Regions from separate parts of the Pan troglodytes genome. Here region 1 is linked to region 2. The links are chromatin contacts, called in public HiChIP or PLAC-seq maps. All regions are on one chromosome and are shown on one strand. The core of a region is the stretch at or near the end of the contact, and the rest is flanking DNA. Distances in the headings are between cores, read along the strand shown. Region 1 holds the start of PPT1 (palmitoyl-protein thioesterase 1). Region 2 holds the start of COL9A2 (collagen type IX alpha 2 chain).

Evidence for each region. HiChIP or PLAC-seq counts read pairs in DNA pulled down with a chosen protein or histone mark.
Region 1: a contact with region 2 is called in an H3K4me3 HiChIP or PLAC-seq map of stem cell-derived excitatory neurons, with 5 times the contacts expected there. The contact joins the promoter of PPT1 here to the promoter of COL9A2 in region 2. A contact is called at or near these places in 1 of 7 Hi-C or Micro-C datasets (induced pluripotent stem cells) and 1 of 1 datasets of contacts at active chromatin or transcription factors (stem cell-derived excitatory neurons).

The regions. Positions count from the first base shown.
Region 1 is chr1:190,877,164-190,883,517 of NHGRI_mPanTro3-v2.0_pri, forward strand. It overlaps PPT1 (palmitoyl-protein thioesterase 1), which reads left to right and starts at 4,222. Exons shown (of 9, transcript XM_001172215.5): 1 at 4,222-4,793. The coding sequence starts at 4,670.
Region 2 is chr1:190,649,246-190,655,355 of NHGRI_mPanTro3-v2.0_pri, forward strand. COL9A2 (collagen type IX alpha 2 chain) reads left to right here and starts at 2,781. Exons shown (of 33, transcript XM_016959840.4): 1 at 2,781-2,863; 2 at 3,178-3,364; 3 at 4,826-4,900; 4 at 6,101-6,110. The coding sequence starts at 3,290.

The sequences.
Region 1 (6,354 bases), core at 2,972-5,471, 230 kb after region 2:
GGTGTAGTCCATTTCCATGGAAAAGATAGCTTCACTTTTTGGAACTTCTCTCAGTTCAGCATGTTTTCCTGAGTCTTCACTGCCACCTTAAAGATTTGGTCTATTCCATACTTCCCATTTCAAGTTTTTCTCCCCAGTAGCCATTTTCAATTTTCCAGAGATGGGAGGGGAAAGAGAAGGAAAGCGTTTACTTTTCTCCTCTCTTGTAATGTATGTGGATATGTTTGTGTTAATTGTCAGGATTTTGTGGATCTAATTGTATGAGTTTTGATGGAATGAAGGCAGAACTGGAAGCCTTGACATGCTCCAGCCCAGAATCTTCTATTTATTTCCTTGACCACCACTTACTGACATTTAAGATACTGACCTTTTTTTTGCCGTGGATACAATTTTAACTTTTTAAACTTTCCTAGATATTGGTTGAAACAGAGTCTGTGAGATAGCTTTATTCCATTTTCTTAATCTAGAAGTCTAATAATTTTTAATGTGTGTATATTTTCAATGTTTATTATAAAAATTGTATATCCTTGCTGTAAAATTTCAAACCATACACAAGTATATAAAGTAAAAAGTGAAAGTTCCTTGTAATACTGCCCTCAAGAATATTACTTTTAACAGTCTCCAGATCTTTTTAAATATTTATTTTCTTTCTTTTTTCTTTCTTTCTTTTTTTTTTTTTTTAAGATGGGGTCTCGCTCTGTCGCCCAGGCTGGAGTGCAGTGGCTCGATCTTGGCTCACTGCAAGCTCCGCCTCCCGGGCTCACGCCATTCTCCTGCCTCAGCCTCCCGAGTAGCTGGGACTACAGGTGCCTGCCACCACGCCCGGCTAATTTTTTGTATTTTTTAGTAGAGACGGGGTTTCACCGTGTTAGCCAGGATGGTCTCGATCTCCTGACCTCGTGATCCACCCGCCTCAGCCTCCCAAAGTGCTGGGATTACAGGCGTGAGCCACCGCACCCAGCCTCTTTTTTCTTGGCAATGCTTTGACCTTTCAGTGATAATGTACAAATATATAAATACACAGATGTCTTCTTTAAAAAAAGAACAGCTTTATTGAAATATATTCCACATGCCATAAAAGTCACCCATTTTATGTGTACAAACCAATGATTTTTAGTAAATTTATAGAGTTGTACAACCATCATATATGTATGTACATAAATACATAGTTATTTTCTTATGCCCTGTTTAACTTACTCTCCCAGTTCTAAAATGTACTTACCTACTTACCTATGCCCACAGCATGCCCACATGGCTAGAGGCTGCTTTTCAGAACTCTTGGGTAGTTCTGTTCCTGTCAATTGAGCTACTTGCTTACTAAATGCCTTTGGGCTTATTTTATTTATTTATTAATATATCGGTGATATTTGCTATCATAATTTAGTTAAATTTTTGAAAACATGAAATATGAGCATAAAGAGAAAAGAGATGTTTCTGTGAAAACTAAGTTGAATGCATTGGAAAAGCTTGTTAAAGGCAAGTTGTTAAAAAAATTGTTAAAGTAACTCTGGGTCGGAAATCTGAGAGTGGAAAGTCTTCCATCTAGAATAATTTCACATCCAAACACTGTGGCTCACACCTGTAATCCCAGCACTTTGAGAGGCTGAGGCGGGAGGATCCCTTGAGCCTAGGAGTTCCAGGCTGCAGTAAGCTATGATTGTGTCACTGCAGTCCAACTTGGGGAATAGAGCAAGACCCTGTCGCAAAAAAAAAAAAAAAAAAAAAAAAAAGTCATCATAGCACTATTCATAATAGCAAAGACATGGAATTAACCTAAGTGTCCATCAACAGTAGACTGGATAAAGAAAATGTGGTAGGTATACACCATAGAATACTACACAGCCAAAAAAGGAATGAGATAATGTCCTTTGCAGCAACATAGATGGAACTGGACCAGGTCATTATCCTAAGCAAACTAATGCAGGAAAACAAAACCAAATACCACATGTTCTCACTTATAAGTGGGAGCTAAACATTAAGTACAGATGGACACAAAGAAGGGAACAACAGACACTGGGGCCTACATGAGGGTGGAAATGAAAAGTTACCTATTGGGTACTATGTTCATTATGGCAGTGACAAAATAAAACGTACACCCAACCTCCTTGACATACAACTTACCTATATAGCAAACTTGCATATGTGACCCTGAATCAAAAATAAAAAACAAAAAGAATGTTGGTCTGGCACAATGGCTCACAGCTGTAATCCTAGAACTTTGGGAGGCTGAGGGGGGCGGATTGCCTGAGCTCAGGAGTTCGAGACCAGCCTGGGCAACATGGCGAAACCCTGTCTCTACAAAAAACACAAAAAATTAGCGGGGCATGTTGGTGGTGTGTCTGTAATCCCAGCTACTTGGGAGGCAGAGGCACGAGAATCGCTTGAACCCGGGAGGTGGAGGTTACAGTGAGCCAAGATCACGCCACTGCACTCCAGTCTGGGGGACAGAACAAGACTCTGTCTCGAAAAAAAAAAAAAATTGCATTCAGATTGCTTCACAAGTGTCTTTCAGTTATTGCTCCAGTTTAAAGAAACCTTTAAAGAAATTATAAATAGTTCATTAAAGGCAGGAAATTTCACTGAGAGGGCTATATTCACAGAAAAATCCTGAAACTACTTCAATTTGTAAGTCTTAAGTTAAAATAAAATGCTTATACAATAAGCTTATTTTTCTTAAAACAAAACTGTATACTGTACTGTATAATGCTTTATGATTCTGCATTTTTTTTTCTTTGAGACAGAGTTTCACTCTTGTTGCCCAGGCTGGAGTGCAGTAGCTCAGTCTTGGCTCACTGCACCCTCTGCCTCCTGGGTTCAAGTGATTCTCCTGTCTCAGCCTCCTGAGTAGCTGGGATTACAGGCACCCACCACCACGCCCGGCTAATTTTTTGTATTTTTAGTAGAGATGGGGTTTCATCATGTTGGCCAGGCTGGTCTCGAACTCCCAACCTCAGGTGATCCACCTGCCTCAGCCTCCCAAAGTGCGCCCAGTGGATTCTGCATTTTAATTGACTTTTCAACTAACAACTTACCTCTAGTCCCAATGGCATGGAATAGAAGAGATTACAGACCGTGGGTTTGTAATCGACTTTTCTTTTACAACATATTAAGGGCATTTTTCATGTCACTTTATGTAAATTTACCTCATTTTTCTTTTTTGAGAGAGACAGGGTCTCACTCTTGCCCAGGGCAACAGCGAGATCATAGCTCAGTGCAATGGCGAGATCATAGCTCAATGCAGCCTTGAACTCCTGGGCTCAAGTGATCCTCCCACCTTAGCCTCCCCAGTAGCTAGGATTACAGGCACATACCACCACCCCTGGCTAATTTAAAAAAAAATTTTTTTTTTGTAGAGATGGGGTCTTGCTATGTTGCCTGGGCTGTACTCTCTTTTTATTTATTTTTTATTTTTATTTTTTGAGACAGAGTTTTGCTCTTGTTGCCCAGGCTGGAGTACAATGGTATGATCTCAGCTTACCGCAACCTCTGCCTCCCGGGTTCAAGCGATTCTCCTGCCTCAGCCTCCTGAGTAGCTGGGATTACAAGTATGCGCCACCACACCCGGCTAATTTTGTAATTTTAGTAGAGACGGGATTTCTCCATGTTGGTCAGGCTGGTCTCGAACTCGCTACCTCAGGTGATCTGCCCACCTCAGCCTCCCAAAGTGCTGGGATTACAGGAGTGAGCCACCGCGCCCGGCCCTATACTCATTTTTTATAAAACTGGCCTCATATTATTCCATTGTATAGTGGATACACTCTAATTTCTTTATAAATTATTTAAACTATTTTTTGATGTTTTGTTGAAAAAAAACTTGAGCAGGGAACTGATATTATGAAGGTGGATTGAGGGATGAATGTGGCAATAGAGCATAAAATGGATTAAAGAGGAGAGAATGGAAAAGGAAATGGTTGATGAGAGACCCTTGAAATAATCCAGCTGAGATTAGGCCAGTTAGTGGCCATGGGTTTTCCCCTCAGTCTTATGCATCCAACATATGCTTTCGTCCGTCTTGAAGTCCCGACATTTCTAGAAAACACAGTTGTCTTTCTCCTCTCTACCTTAGCTCATCTCAGTCCTTCTGAATTTCATCTTTGCTTGTTGAAATCCTACCTCTCCTTCAATATCCAGAACAAACCCCACACCCTGCCATGATTGGTCCTGGCTGGAAACCGTCCCTCCTTCTTTCTTCCTTCCTCTGTGCATGTTTCTTGCAAAGGCAGTACAGGGCAGTGGTGAAGAGCAACGACTTTGGAACCACCAATTTGCTATCTCTGTGACCTTGGGCACCTTACTCAGTGCCAATTCTCAGTGCCTCAGTGTCCTCACCTGTCAGGGGGAGAAGTGCATACAGCATTGTTATGAAGAGTGAATTAGTTAAAGGTTGTAAGAATAGTGCCTGATAGCATCTGATCAGCACTGAATATATGTTAGCAATTATTTTGATTCACCGCAGAGGGCGGTCTACGAGAGCGCAGAGCCCCACTCGGCCAGCGGGGTCTGGCGGGGGACCTGTCGCGCTGAAAGCTCCAGGGTAGGGCCGACGCCCATCAGGCTGGGCATCCGTTCGGGATGCGCAGGTTGCAGTCTGCAACCGGCGGCGCCACGCCCAGGCGGGCGGAGCGCGGTTCCCGGAGTCTCGCGCCCGCGGTCATGTGACACAGCGAAGATGGCGTCGCCCGGCTGCCTGTGGCTCTTGGCTGTGGCTCTCCTGCCATGGACCTGCGCTTCTCGGGCGCTGCAGCATCTGGACCCGCCGGCGCCGCTGCCGTTGGTGATCTGGCATGGGATGGGTGAGTGAGTGAGAAATTTAAAAGGGTTTGGCGATTCTCTCTCTTCCTAGCCTGGGTTCGCATCTGCAAAATGTGGGTGTAGAGGGCGAGGACGTGGTCCCACAGCACGCGGCTGCCTCGACATTTTAGGATTTGAAGGATCTGCATTGGAAAGAGAGAAGGGGAAGGAGCCGTCCCCTTCACTGGAAAGAGAGAAGGGGAAGGAAAGAGAGAGCCGCGCACGGCGTTGAAGTTTTACATGCTGTCCTTGATTAATCCTTACAGTAGTGGCGTCAGGATGCAGCATCTCGCACTTGGTCAGGCTAGGTGAGCTGCGGCTGGCTATAAGACTGGCGCATCTACCCTTTTATTTATTCCTTCACACATTGAACAGAGATTTGTTAGGCACCTACAGTTCATTTACAAATTGAGTAACCCTTATCTGAAATGCTTGGGACTGGGAAGCATTTCGGATTTTTTTTCTTAAATATTTGCATATATACAAGATATCTGGGGGGTGGGACCCAAGTGTAAACAGGAAATTTATTTATTTTTCATATACACCTTATACACATAGCTGGAAGGTAATTTTATGCAATATTTTAAATAATTTTGTGCAACCCATCACATGAGGTCAGGTGTGGAATTTTCCACTTGTGGCATCATGTCTGCGCTGAAAAACTTTCAAATTTTGGATTTCCCATTTTCAGATTAGGATGCTCAACCTATATTCATTTAACACAGTTATTGAGCACCTACTAGGTGCTGAGGATACAGCAGGGAACTAAACAGACTAAATTCTTTGTTCTTTTGGAACCTACTCTCCAGTAGGAGAAGCAGATTATAAAGAAATTAACAAGTAAAAATAACATATCAAATGGTGATATGTGCAATGGAGAAAAATATAGTAGGGTGTAGGATAAAGACTGGAGGTGGGGGCTTGCACTTTTAATAAAGCAAAGTTGGGAAAGAATTCACTGAAAAAGTGACATCTGAGTACAAAACTGAGGTAGATGAGGACAGTTGCCATTTGGCTATCTGGTAGAAGGAACAGTAAATGGGAAAGCCCTGATATGGAAGTATGTCTGGTGTGTTCAAGGGACAGCATTCAGATCAGCGTGGCTGGAAATGAGTAAGCAAGGGGAAGAAGTTAGGAGTTTAGTTTGGAAGGGAGGGGCAGGTACAGAAGTTATTGGGCCTAGTAAGACTAATGCAGGGACTTTGGCTAGAGTGTCATGGGGAACTTTTTGAGCAGATGAGTGACATGATCTGACACATTTTTAAAGAATCACTTTAGTTGCTGTATTGAGAATAGATCGTAGGGGGTCATGGATAGTCACAGGGAGACAGGAAACTATTGCAATAATTTAAACAAGAGATGATTATGACTTGGAACTGTAGAGTAACAGTAGAGGTGTTGAGAAGTGGTCAAAGTTTGGCTAGATTTTGAAGGTGGATTGCTAACAGATCAGACTTGGAATAAGAGAAAGAAAGGAGCCAAAGATGACTCCACAGGTTTTGGCCTGGACAATTGGAAGGGTGAAGTTTTCATTTTACCAAGGTGGGGAAGCCTGTAGGACAA
Region 2 (6,110 bases), core at 1,531-4,030:
TCTCTACTAAAAATACAAAAATTAGCCAGGCATGGTGGCAGGCGCCTGTAATCCCAGCTACTCGGGAGGCTGAGGTAAGAGAATTGCTTGAACCCAGGAGATGGAGGTTGCAGTGAGCCGAGATCACACCACTGCACTCCAGCCTGGGCAACAGAGCAAGACTCTGTCTCAAAGTAAAATAAAATAAAATAAAAAATTAGCTGGGTGCAGCGGTGCATGCCTGTAGTCCCAGCTACTCAGGAGGCTGAAGTGGGAGGATCAGGAGCCCGGGAACTTGAGGCTACAGTGAGTGGTGATTCCTCCATTGCACTTCAGCCTAGGTGACAGAGGGAGACCTTGTCTCGAAAGAAAGAAAGACATAAATAAATAAATTTTATCCCTCATTCTCTTCTTAAAATGTGACACTGGCTGGGCGCGGTGGCTCATGCCTGTAATCCCAGCACTTTGGGAAGACAAAGCGGGCAGATCACAAGGCGGGCGGATCACGAGGTCAGGAGTTCGAGACCAGCCTGACCAACACGATGAAACCTCGTCTCTACTAAAAAGACAAAAATTAGCCGGGAGTGGTGGCGTACGCCTGTAATCCCAGCTACTCCAGAGGCTGGAGCAGGAGAATCGTTTGAATCTAGGAGGCGGAGGTTGCAGTGAGCTGAGATCGCGCCACTGCACTCCAGCCTGGGTGACAGGGCAAGACTCCGTCTCAAAAAAAATTTTTTTAAATGTGACATTAACATTCATCCTTGAGGTGGGGTCTCTGTTCCCTCCCCTTGATCATGGGCAGACCTTTGCAATTGCCTCAACAGTAAGAATGTGGTGAAGGTGCCACTGCATGACTTCCAAGGACGGGTCCTGAGTGGCAATTCTCTTCAGTCTGGTGCTCTCCTACTCCCTCTGAGCTGCTATAGAGGATGTTCAGCTACCTTGAAGCTGCCATGTTGGAGAAACTTCATGGAAAGCCCACAAAGAGATAAAGGAGAGAACTGTCCAAGCAACTCCAGCTGTTCCGGCCCCAGCGGTTGAAGGCTTCCCAGTACTGACATCAGACATGTGAGTGAAGAAGCCTTCTAGGTGACATCAGGCCCAGCCACCATCTGACTATGACCTTATAACAGACCCCAGGCCAGACCGAACCAGCAGAGTCACTCTCAAATTCCTAATCCAAAGAAATTGTCATTTTAAGCTGCTGAATGTTAGGGTGATTTGTTATGGTGCAACAGGTAATTAATACATCAATGTGTGCTGTCCAGACTGTGAAACTCATCCCCTTTCCATAATTTCCACACACAAAAAGAAAACTTACTCACACAAGGCCTTTCTTGTGGTTAGCCCACAAAAGATGGAGAGATAAGTGATGTGAAACAAACAACTTAAAATTGAATTTGGACATCCCAGTTCTAAAAATCCTTTATAGGTTTACCCCACCCACCCCAAGCAATGCCCACCATCCCTCTCTTACATCCTCCTCCTCTTGCTCTCATCTTCCAACAAACTTCAAATTCTTCTTCACTCTGTTAGGCAGAGCAATTACATTCTCTCAAGCTCTTTCTCCCAAACTCAGCTCCAGGACAACCTTTCAAAATCCAGAGCCCTTTGCTAACCTGCCCAATGGAGTTGGACTTTTCTAGCTTCAACTAGGTTCATCATTTTAGCTGATCTGCCTGTGGCCAGCTTCCCCACATTGGATGCCAACCTAGTAAAACAGTCATCCATAAATCATAAGGAAAGCTAAAATGTATCAAGCACCTACTATGTGCTGGTTCGAGGTTAAATGCCTCGCATGAGTCATCTCATTCAATTTCCACAAAAACCCTTTAAGATAAGGACTATTTGCTGGGCACGGTGGCTCATGCCTGTAATCCCAACACTTTGGGAGGCTGAGGCAGGCAGATCACCTGAAGTCAGGAGTTCAAGAGCAGCCTGGCCAACATGGCGAAACCCCATCTCTACTAAAAATATAAAAATTAGCCAGGCATTGTGGCTCATGCCTGTAATTCCAGCTACTCGAGAGGCTGAGGCAGGGGAATCATTTGAACCCGCGAGGCGAGGTTGCAGTTAGCTGACATCGTGCCACTGCACTCCAGAGCCTTTTAAGACTCTGTCTTAAAAAAAAAAAAAAAAAAAAATATATATATATATATATATATATATATGGACTATTAGTATCCCCATTTTACAGATGAGGAAACTGAGACTTCATAGAGTTTGGGGTGCCTGTGGTCATATCTATAATTGTGAAAAAGTCAGATTCTAAAGCATTTTACCAATATTGCCTAAGTGAGTGGGAGGGAAGGGAAGGGAAGGCTCTCTGGAGTCGGGCTATGCTGGACAGCGGGGTTCGGAAACTCTGGTGAATAAAGTGGTAGTTGTTTCTATGAACATGGAGTGAGAAGGCCCAATCCTAAACACACCAGTGCTTAAGGCAGCTGCAGAGAATTAAAGGCAATAGAAAAAGGGGAGCTGGATGGCAGGAGCTTGGATGGGGAAGACTTCAAGGGCAGGTGAAGATGCCAACAGCTTCCTGCCTGGAGGACCGAAGAAAGGTTGGGCTTCACTGCAGACCTCCAGGAGACAGATTTGCTTGTTGGGACAGAGTAGGGAGGTGAAAGCGAGGTGAGGAAGTTCGGGGGTGGGGGAGGTGCACACAGCTCCACTAAAGAGCTGAAAGAGGCCGATGGAGTATTCATGAGACGGCTGATCCAGGAAGGACTGTGGCATATTAATATGGAAAAGGCCTGTTTGTTTGTGCTTGGAGAGGAAGGAGCCAGAGGAGAGGGGAGCAAGGTGGGCGGGAGCTGGGGAGAGCCTGCAGCAAGATCTGCAGAGCCCGAGGTGCTCTCGGCCTGGGCCCTGGAGAGGACGTAGGGTAAGTGATGGGGCACAGGCTGTGCGTCAGGGGGAAGGTGCTGGGGCCTGAAGGTCCCGCGGGGAACCTCAGACGGCCTTATGCCTTCTCACAAAGAAACTGGACCATCATCTCCGACCCGCACCCCGGTCGCCCCTGGGATTACCAGGCTGAGGCGCCCGGGAAGCCCGGGCAGAGGACAGAGGGTGGGCGCAGGAGGCTGGACCGCGCGGGGCGGAGCTGGATGCCTGGCGCCGGCCTCCCTCCCGGCAACCCCGCCGGTCCTCTCAGGTGACAGCTCACGCCGGCCCCCGCCCCGCCCCCCGCATATTCAGGAGCCCCAGCCCACCCCGCCCGCGAACAGCCAGCGCTGGAGGAGCGCCGGGAGACTCTGCCGTCGGTGCGTGCGCGGACACGCACCCGTCCCCCTTGGTCTCGCCGCCAGCCATGGCCGCCGCTACGGCCTCCCCCCGCAGCCTCCTTGTTCTCCTCCAGGTGGTAGTGCTCGCTCTGGCGCAGATTGTAAGTTTCGCAGCCCCTCCGCTGCCAGGGTCCAGGGTGCGGGGTCTGGAGTCCGGGATGGAGGAGCTCTGCCTGTGTCCCGCGCCTACTGACACCCCTAGCCCGAGAGGCCACCTGAGGACAGCGCCGCGGGCAGGTCCCCTCGGTGGGTGCATACATGGTGCCCATCGCGGCACCATGAATGGAGGTGGCTGAGCCGGAGAGTCAAACGGGACCCGTCCCGAGACGCGCGGCCCGGCCCGGGACAGGCAGCGTGGGGCAGGAGCTGGCGCCCGGTCCTGGCAGCCCGGGGAGCCCAGGTGGCGGGGCATACAATGGTGCTCATTCACCCGCTGCGCAGCCTCCGCCCCCGCCGCCTCCCAGGGGGCGCCGGCTCCAACCAGACGCCGCTGTCGCCCCGAGGCGGCCTCTCGGCCCTGCCCGTCTACCCACGTCTCCCTTCCGAGGGCCGCCGGGGGCTGCGGGCGCGCGGGTAGGGCAGAGACTGGGCCCCGTCGGGTGCTGGGTGTGGTTTCGAGCTCGCCTGCGGGGCGCCAGCCTGGCACTTCACGGCCTGGGGAGGTCGTGGGCACCGGGACCCCTGCCTGGGTCCGAGCTGGCCTCTTAAAAGGGCCGCCTTTTAAGATCTCTGATCTGTTCAGAGATGGGCAGCAGGATGGAGGAGAATCTCCAGCTGTGAGCTCGCCTCATCTTGATATGACTTGTGACCTCCCTGAAACCTCACACCCACCCAGGGGCATTGAATTGCAGGCAAACGGGATCCAGAGAGAGGGTCTGCTTTCTGGGAGGTGCCGGCTCCTCCTGCTCCCCTGCAGCAGTCAGGACTTAGCGGAGGGAGGACCGGGCAGCTGTGCTGCCGAAGGGGCGCTCCGAGTGGGAAGATAGTACCCGCTTCACCTCCCTACACCTCCTTTCTCTGCGCCTCCCCCACTTTCCCGTCGGGTTTTCCCGCACCATGGGGAGAGGAGGAGGCGCTGTCTCTGCCTGTCGTTCACGTAAGAATAACAACCCGAGCCACCGCTCACTGAGGGCCGGCAGCCTGCTAGGCACAACCTTACATTCCATCTGTGATTTATTTGAGCTGTCCACGTCTCCATCTATTCCCCACCGCGACCGCGCAAGGGCAAACTGGCACAGTGGAAGGAGTCGGGCAGATCCAGGGCGGAGTCCTGGCGCCGCCGCCCACTCTCAGTGACCATGGACCCTTCACGTTCTGAGCCAGTTTCTTCGACTGCAAACTGGGGCCCGTAATAGCGCCCGCCTCCCGGTTCTGAGTATTCTGTAAGATAATGAATGCATGTAATGGCACACAGTGCCTGCTATACAGAAGATTCTCAATACGTGGGAGTTCGCGGAAGAGGTGCGCCCCTAGGACCCCGCTCCCAGGGTCGCTTGCAGCCCCGGAGACGCCCAGCTTCCTGCACTGTCTGAGGACTGCCCCACCCCGTGTGTGTTTTTCAGAGAGGTCCACCGGGAGAGCGGGGCCCCCCGGGTCCCCCGGGACCGCCGGGAGTGCCTGGATCCGACGGCATCGACGTAAGTCTCTAACCTGAGACCAGGGCGGGAGGGAGGCGGCAGACAAAGGAGAACTTTGTGAGCGCTGTGGTGGGGCTGGGGACTGGGGTGCCCGGAGATGTAGTGCCCCTCGTCGCCAATAGGCGGCGCCGGCCCGCACCACAAGGACGCCGTTTGTTCTGCAAAAACCTCAAACCAGCCCTGACATGCGGAGCCCGTTATAGCCGCCGACAGACAAGGAGCTGCTGTTCAGTCCGCCGGCCGCAGCTCACAGCGAGGCCTCATCCCCCTCCTCTCCTTTCCCCTCCTTGTGGGGTAGGAGGCGACTCAACCCCTCACCCTGCCTCTGGCACATCTGGACGCTTCTTCAGGTTCGCTTGGGAGCCTTGGCCAGACCACCGACCAGCTTGGGCCAGACTCCCGTCTCTTCCCTTCGGTTTTCTCTCCCCGATTTAGAATCAGCTGGGCTTGTTCCCTGCAGGGTGAGGGTTAAATACCTCATTCTGAAAGCTCGCGCAGGAGGGCCGCTTGATGTTTACCAGTCTGGACAGACTTCTATTCAACCTGGTGCCCCCACCCCCCAAACACAGGATGCTGGGCCCCCGGCCAGGCCCTGGCTGCTGAGGGCTCTGAAATGCCTGGAGGCCTCTCTGGGGCTGAATCGCACTCCACCGGCCCTGCCTGCCCACCACCAAGGGTCCTTTGGCACTGGAAGGAGGTCCTTCCCTCCTTGGGAACACTGAATTTCCCCCTTGCAGTCCCCCTTGGTCCTTGCCACTGGCTCAGCTTCCCGTTCTCCTGCCCTGCAGTCTGGAATAGAGCTGCTGCCCAACTCGCTCATCCCCCTTCACGTTTCTCTAAAAGCCCCAACCTTCCTCCCACACGTGCCCAAATCCAAGAGGCATCAGCTTGGAGCCCCCAGCCCTGGTAGTGGGTCTCACAGCTGGCATCTCATGACATCAGCATGTCTGTACCTTCTTGCATGTTGCTGTCACCCTCTCCAGCCCGGCCAGGGTTATTCTCATGCTCCTATGATTTGTTTTTGGTTTTTATTTTTGAGGAAAAGGGGGCTCTTTTCCCAAAGATTGCAAGGCTTAGGGGACCTGGACAGAAGAGAGGAGAGTGAGGAGAGCCTTTGGGAGCGGCCTGCCAGGGCCTGTGTGTGCCCACTTGGGGTAGTGTGAGCCGTAGTGTGCTGTCTCACCAACTTGTATCTTGCAGGGTGACAATG